Regions from separate parts of the Mus musculus genome. Here region 2 is linked to region 1. Evidence: chromatin contacts called from public Hi-C data. All regions are on one chromosome and are shown on one strand. Each heading gives the region's core, a stretch centred on a gene start, on an enhancer-like site or on the middle of the called end of the contact. The rest is flanking DNA. Distances are from core to core; before and after follow the strand shown. Region 1 overlaps Atrn (attractin). Region 2 overlaps Smox (spermine oxidase).

Region 1 (3,011 bases), core at 259-2,758:
CACTCAGGGAATTTAAAATAAGCAAAAGTTCCTGAAAGGAATTTAGAACTATAAAACAAAAAACAAAACAACAACAGGGAGAACCTGTCTGAACCAGATGGTCAGGAAAGATCTTTTCATGAGACAATTAGATTGAACTGTAAAGAGGAGGAGAAACCAGTCCTTACATATAGTAACAGGACATCTAGACGGAGGACACCAGTGCAAAAGCACTTGGAGGCGGGGTGCGCACGTGCTTCACGGGCAAGGGCAGAAGACTGTTACTGCAGTACAGAGGACAAACAGTGGTTGAATGGTCATACAGGACCATTATATCTAATGGGATGGTATTAATGGGGGATTTTCTATGTGTGTGATTGTACTTGTTTCTGTTTCTTGCTAAGCAGCACAGGCTGGCGCTATTTTCTGATTCACTCTCCTCCTTACTGAGTTGTCAGAGTCCTGGGAGTACAAGCATGCACAACCAAGCCTGGCTAGCCATGGCTTTTAAGAATATAGTAAATGATGGGATCTGTAATTTTTAAATATTTTCCCATTCACCTTTACAAATAAATTAAAAGCAATAGAAACATAAATCTGACAGAACTCTACTGCAAGAGGCTAAGTAGAAACCAATAGCAGGCTAAACATAAAAATAAGTAAATATAACATGTATTTGTTGAAAGAGTAGGTAAAAATTGACGTGAAGTTATGATAAAGGCTGTGAAGGAAGTTTCAAAATGATTCCTAGGTTTCTTGCTTCAAGAGAGAAACACATGAGCTAAAGAGACGGCTCCCAGGTAAGACCTTGCTGACCTTCCAGAGAACCCGGATTTAGCTCCCAGTACGCACATGACAGGCTCACAGTTAACTGGAACTCCAGTTTCAGGGATTCAATGCCCTCTTCTGGAATTGCTTGCATGTGGGGTGTGTGTGTGTGTGTGTGTGTGTGTGTGTGTGTGTGTATGCATGCAGGCAAGACATTCATAAAAATAAACAAGTAAGTCTAAAAAAAAGAAGAAGAAAAGAAAAGGGGAGTGGGGAGCTGAGGACATGGCTAAGTTAGTAAAGCGCTTGTCACATAATTTGGATCATGCTTGTAATCCCAACACTGTGGAGGCAGAGACAGGAAGCTCCCTACAGTTTACTGGATGAATCACTGAGCACTGGGCTTAGTCTCAAAACCCTGTCTCAAAACAAAGAGAATAGAGATCAATTATGAAGACACTCAACACTGACTTCTGGCTTCCACATGTGAACATTCACACATGCAAACAGAAGGAAAAACAATGATGAGACACAAGTAAAATCACATGACGGCGTGTGTCACACAGAAGGGGAAGTCATTTTCACAGTTTACTTCACCTTTTCGTGGACACAGCACTAGCAGTGGTTATTAGTTAGGCTATTAGTAAAGTAGTTATAATTATTTGCACATTTGTTTCTTTTGCAGACAGGATCTTTGTATGCACCTATTCTGGCCTCAAAAATCACAATCTTCCTGCCTCTGTAATCCAAGTTCTGATACTGATGCCACCACACACACCACCACAGCCAGCTCTAGATGTAGGGCAGATTTTAAAGATAGGACCAATGAGAACTGATGAAATATCACAACAGTCAGATATCTGAGTAGTATCCATGACACCCCCCACCTCCCTGCTTCCTGGGGTTCACACCCAAGTATAATACTGTGGGCCTTGAGTATAAGCAGAATCAATGACTTCTAACAAGCAGGAAGCAAAGATGATAGGGTGTCATTTCTGTGATCCACACTGACAGCAAGACTCAATCAAGGCTCATCTTGTGGCTTCATGACATAAACACATACATGGGTGAGCACCACTAACAAATTAAGCATAGATAGATGAGGAGCTAAAAAGACAGCCTGTGTGAACTGAAGGCAGCATCCAACATTTCTGCATTTTCAAAAGGCTGTTAAAGGAAGGATGGTACAAAGGGAATGTGACAGTGAACCTGATGACAGCAAACCAAAGAAGAAAAGAGATGCACTGACAATCTCTGAACGTTGTCCAGGTCCTGCTCCTCAGCCACAGACAGCAGTGGAGAGCTGACGATTTTCTCATGAAGTGGGAAGACTCCAGAGAGGCTGATTTAGTGCTGACGGAATGAAGTGCCTTTAAGTTCTAATTCTTTTTTTTAAACCTTATTTTTTTTGTTGAGTTTTGCCTGCATATGTGTCTGTGTACCGTATGAATACAGTGGCCATAGAAGCCAAGAAGAGTGTCAGATCCCCTGGGACCAGAGTTACAAATGGTTGTGAGCCAACATTTGGGCACTGAGAATTGAATCCATGTCGTATGGAAGAACAGCCCATGCCGTAACTGCTGAGTCATGTCTCAGTCCCTGTAACTGCTTTTCATGAAGAGAGACTGATGAAGATGAAGCTCGTATCAGTTTGCAATTCTAATGTGTATTTATGTGGCTATACAAAATCTAGATCTTGGTTTCAAAACTACTAGCATGAAAAATAACTACGATTTAAATAAAATCAAATTTATTGTGTTTCAAAACTACTAGCATGAAAAATAACTACGATTTAAATAAAATCAAATTTATTGTGTTGGTTTGCAAGGTACTGACAGATGTTGGGGTTGCCTCATTTGTTTTGTATCCATTGGTTATTTCAAACACATGCTTTTTCTAGTTGCTTCCTTTAACAACAGAATATTTGATACCATGATTTATGTCCTATTCACTAGTAAACTGCTTTTTCTAAATGTTAGGTGATCTTTTTCAGTTCAACCAGAATTAATTTTTTGAAGATTTATTTTTATTACTTTTAGCTATATATATGGATGTTTGTGGAGCATATGTGTGCTGGTGCTTGCATGGGCCATAGGCATTGATTGGTTCTTCCTGGAGCTGGAGATATGGGTAGCTGTGAGCTGCCTGATGTGTGTACTAGGATCTGAACTTGGGTCCTCTGGAAGAACAACAAGCACTCTTAACTGCTGAGCCATCTCTCTAGCCCCTAAGAACTTATATTTAACCGGGATACAGAAGAACTA
Region 2 (3,011 bases), core at 156-2,655, 560 kb before region 1:
CCACAGCAGAATGCTGTAAGAAATGAATGGCCTTGGGAAGGTAGGCAAGTGCCAGGGCAGGAAGGCTAGCCACTATGTCAAGGCCCTGACACCATGTGAGAACGGGAGAGCAGCATGAGCCCCTCCCACTGCTGTCACTTCTGGGACTACAGCAGAGAGCTTCTCAGCTGATAGCCTGTGGCTGATCACTTGTGGCCAGGCTGATTAGCCGTTATCTCCTTCCTTAAACAGTCTCTATTTGGTCAGCACGCATCCATGGGAAAGATGTCTGCTCTGCACAGCAGCCCCCAGGAAAAGCTGTGGGGCCAGAGTGAAAGGTGGCTACAGTACCACACACCACCCCCACTGTTCCACAGGACAGAAGCCTCCACATGAGACCGGCACATGAAGTAAAGATGCCTCTGCAGCATAAATTATAGAGAAGGAGATATGTGAAACTGTTAGCTTGTCCTGCCTACAATCACAAGATGCTGGGTGGTCAGCAAAAGCTGGAGCCTCAGCAAACTCCTCCTGCACGATCACTGCCAGGAACTCAAGCTAGGGACTCTCCTTCTCCTCCCTGGTTTCCCCCTATAAGATAAGCAACATAGTAACCATTGAAGACCATAGGTTCCTACAGAGGAGTAACAAATGTAGCCATCACCAACTAGGACTATCTTGTGGGTACAGTCTCCTCCCAGACATGAAAGGAGGGTGTGGGGCACAGGCCTATGACCACTACACCGATTCTTAAATACTTTTCATTGGGATTACAATCCTTGGAACACTCGGAAGTAAACACAGCCATGTACATTTTACAGATGGGAAAACTGGGGGTCCAGGAGGTCCTACAGCTTAAGTGTTCAATGGTCTCTGTCTAAGGCTAGGGCTACAGTTCAGCGGTACAGCACCAGTCTAGCGCAGACAAGACCCTGGACTCGGTCAGCACTGAGAGAAAACCAACCAACCAGGACAGGGAAAATGGCCCAGCAAGTAGAGCAGTTCCTGCTTAAGCCTGAGGACCTCAGTTCCGATCCCCAGCACAACTGCAAACCTAGCCCTGGGCGGCTGGAGTCAGGCAGAGCCAGAGGGTTCACCCACCAGCTCTTCCAGCCGGGATACTGAGCTTCAAAACCACTACGGGACTTTGCCTCGAAATGTAAGGTGGAACAACGTTGTCCTCACACACACACACACACCCATAGGAATGGCCCTTCAGAGCCATCTTTGTTGGAAACATTTATATAAAGCTACCTTTAGGCATGGCTTCACCTGGCAACTTAGAATGGTCGCCAGCATTGACCAAAAGCCACACAAGGAAATCTTGGCCGATAGTTCTTCCTTCAGACACTAGGCAGCACTGCCGTTCCATAACTACCTTGTCCATTTTTTTTTCCACAGCCCCCTCTCTTGGCTTTCAGAAGTGAAACTGACCAACAGGAAGTAGAACAAGTCACAGCCACTGAGGGTCATTCTCAGGAAGTAGCCACATAGCCAGGCATGGTGGCACACATCTGCAGTCCCAGCACTTGGAAGGCGAAGAAAAAAATAATCAGGACTTCAAGGCCAGCCTTGGCTACATAGCAAATTTAAGGCCAGGATGAGCTATAATGAGACCTATCTAAAAATAATAATTAAAAAATGAAAACCTAAGTATTTATGCTTAAAGCACGTTCAGGAGTCAGCACGTAGGCCAGTAAGGTCTACTTTGAAAAACGCAGGTTACTATCTGCCCTTTGTATGTGAGTAAAAACATGGAACTGCACCCACATAACTTGTTGGTCCATAGAGAGAACAGAGTGTGCAGGTCCTCCACAGACCAGGGAGCGCCACGAAGCAGGAGACTGGCGAGTGTACAATGAGTGCTTAGCAGTCCATTTACTGACCGGGAGTGGGGTCGTCACAACAGTGAGACCTGCTGTTTTTTTACTCAGCTCTTCAGTGCAATTTACAGTGCTACTGAGAGATACTAAGAACGCTGATGGTTTGTTTTTTTTTTTTTTGAGGCTTGGATACTTCAATGATGCACAGAATTGCTACTTCTATCTAAAATAGATTTGCAATACTAACCAATGTAATACGAATAATCAGTACTCTGCGGCTGGACTCTCACTATAGTAACCACTACATACCTGTAGCCATTCGGAATTTAATATCAGTTCCTGCATAGTTTCACTAGCTACAGTTCAACTACTCAAAAACTCTGAGTAGCTAGGAGTTACCATACTAAACGGTTCAGATCTGAAACATCCCCATCAGTACAAAAGGGTCTCCTGAATGATGCTGGTTACGTGTAATTCCAAAAATATTATTAGAATGCCAATAGATATGTTATTAACGAAATAAGTAAATGAATTAGCTAAACGAATTAACTAAATTAACAAATTATCTAAAATAACCACCAGGGATTTGAGACTCTATTGCTGTAAACTAGGAACAACTAGAAAATGTTTCAGTATCTATAAAAACAAAAACATAGTGGCAACAATTACCACAACCCAAACACTTAGTAGAGTCTAGCAAATGACATTCATGGACTTTCTGAGGAAATCAGTGTTTTGCCTAGCTCAGGACGTCCATGAATCCCCACACTGTCCTGATGCTCACTCAGCACGTCCACGAGTCCTCACACCGTCCTGATGCTCAGCACATCCATGCATTCCCACACTGTCCCGATGCTCACTCAGAACATCCACGAGTCCCCACACTGTCCTGACGGCCCCCTTACCTCGTTGTATAAATCGCTGAATTCCTCAACCACGTCCTTGGGGATGCGGCAGCCACGGTTGGTAAGGTAGCAGGCCACGCCATTCTTGGAGTAAAGGCTGATGCGGCCCACACTGCGCTCCCCATCTGTTGTCTCTTCCAAAAGGCCATTGGCTTCTGCTAGTTGATAGATAGGATTCCCGTGGGATCCATGGATCCAGGTGGCTCCCAGCTCAAAGGTGGTGTCTCCTGGTAGTGACAAGAGACCCTTAGAGGGGCAGAGGTTTCTTTAGAGAAGGACAGGACTGCCTCCCTTTCTTCTCTAA

Evidence for each region. Hi-C and Micro-C count contacts between places; a contact is called where the count stands out from the background.
Region 2: a contact with region 1 is called in a Hi-C map of bone marrow-derived macrophages, with 2.7 times the contacts expected there. The contact joins two enhancer-like sites. A contact is called at or near these places in 3 of 15 datasets of contacts at CTCF or cohesin (the NIH/3T3 cell line, large pre-B cells and pro-B cells), 33 of 484 Hi-C or Micro-C datasets (B cells, the Ba/F3 cell line, the G1E-ER4 cell line and 14 more), 3 of 115 datasets of contacts at active chromatin or transcription factors (astrocytes and embryonic stem cells) and 2 of 9 other capture datasets (embryonic stem cells and liver).

Annotation. Positions count from the first base shown.
Region 1 is chr2:130,952,823-130,955,833 of GRCm38.p6, reverse strand. All of the region lies in intron 6 of Atrn (attractin), which reads right to left. Among named protein-coding and RNA genes, the nearest start is that of Atrn, 48 kb to the right of the region's middle. Within about 2 kb of position 1,508, at least 15 of the 459 cell types and tissues checked have an H3K27ac peak or open chromatin away from gene starts, as enhancers often do. A contact at or near this core is called in bone marrow-derived macrophages, where this site is marked.
Region 2 is chr2:131,516,140-131,519,150 of GRCm38.p6, reverse strand. It overlaps Smox (spermine oxidase), which reads right to left. Exons shown (of 7, transcript NM_145533.2): 3 at 2,708-2,934. Among named protein-coding and RNA genes, the nearest start is that of Gm30732, 8.3 kb to the left of the region's middle. Within about 2 kb of position 1,405, at least 14 of the 459 cell types and tissues checked have an H3K27ac peak or open chromatin away from gene starts, as enhancers often do. A contact at or near this core is called in bone marrow-derived macrophages, where this site is marked.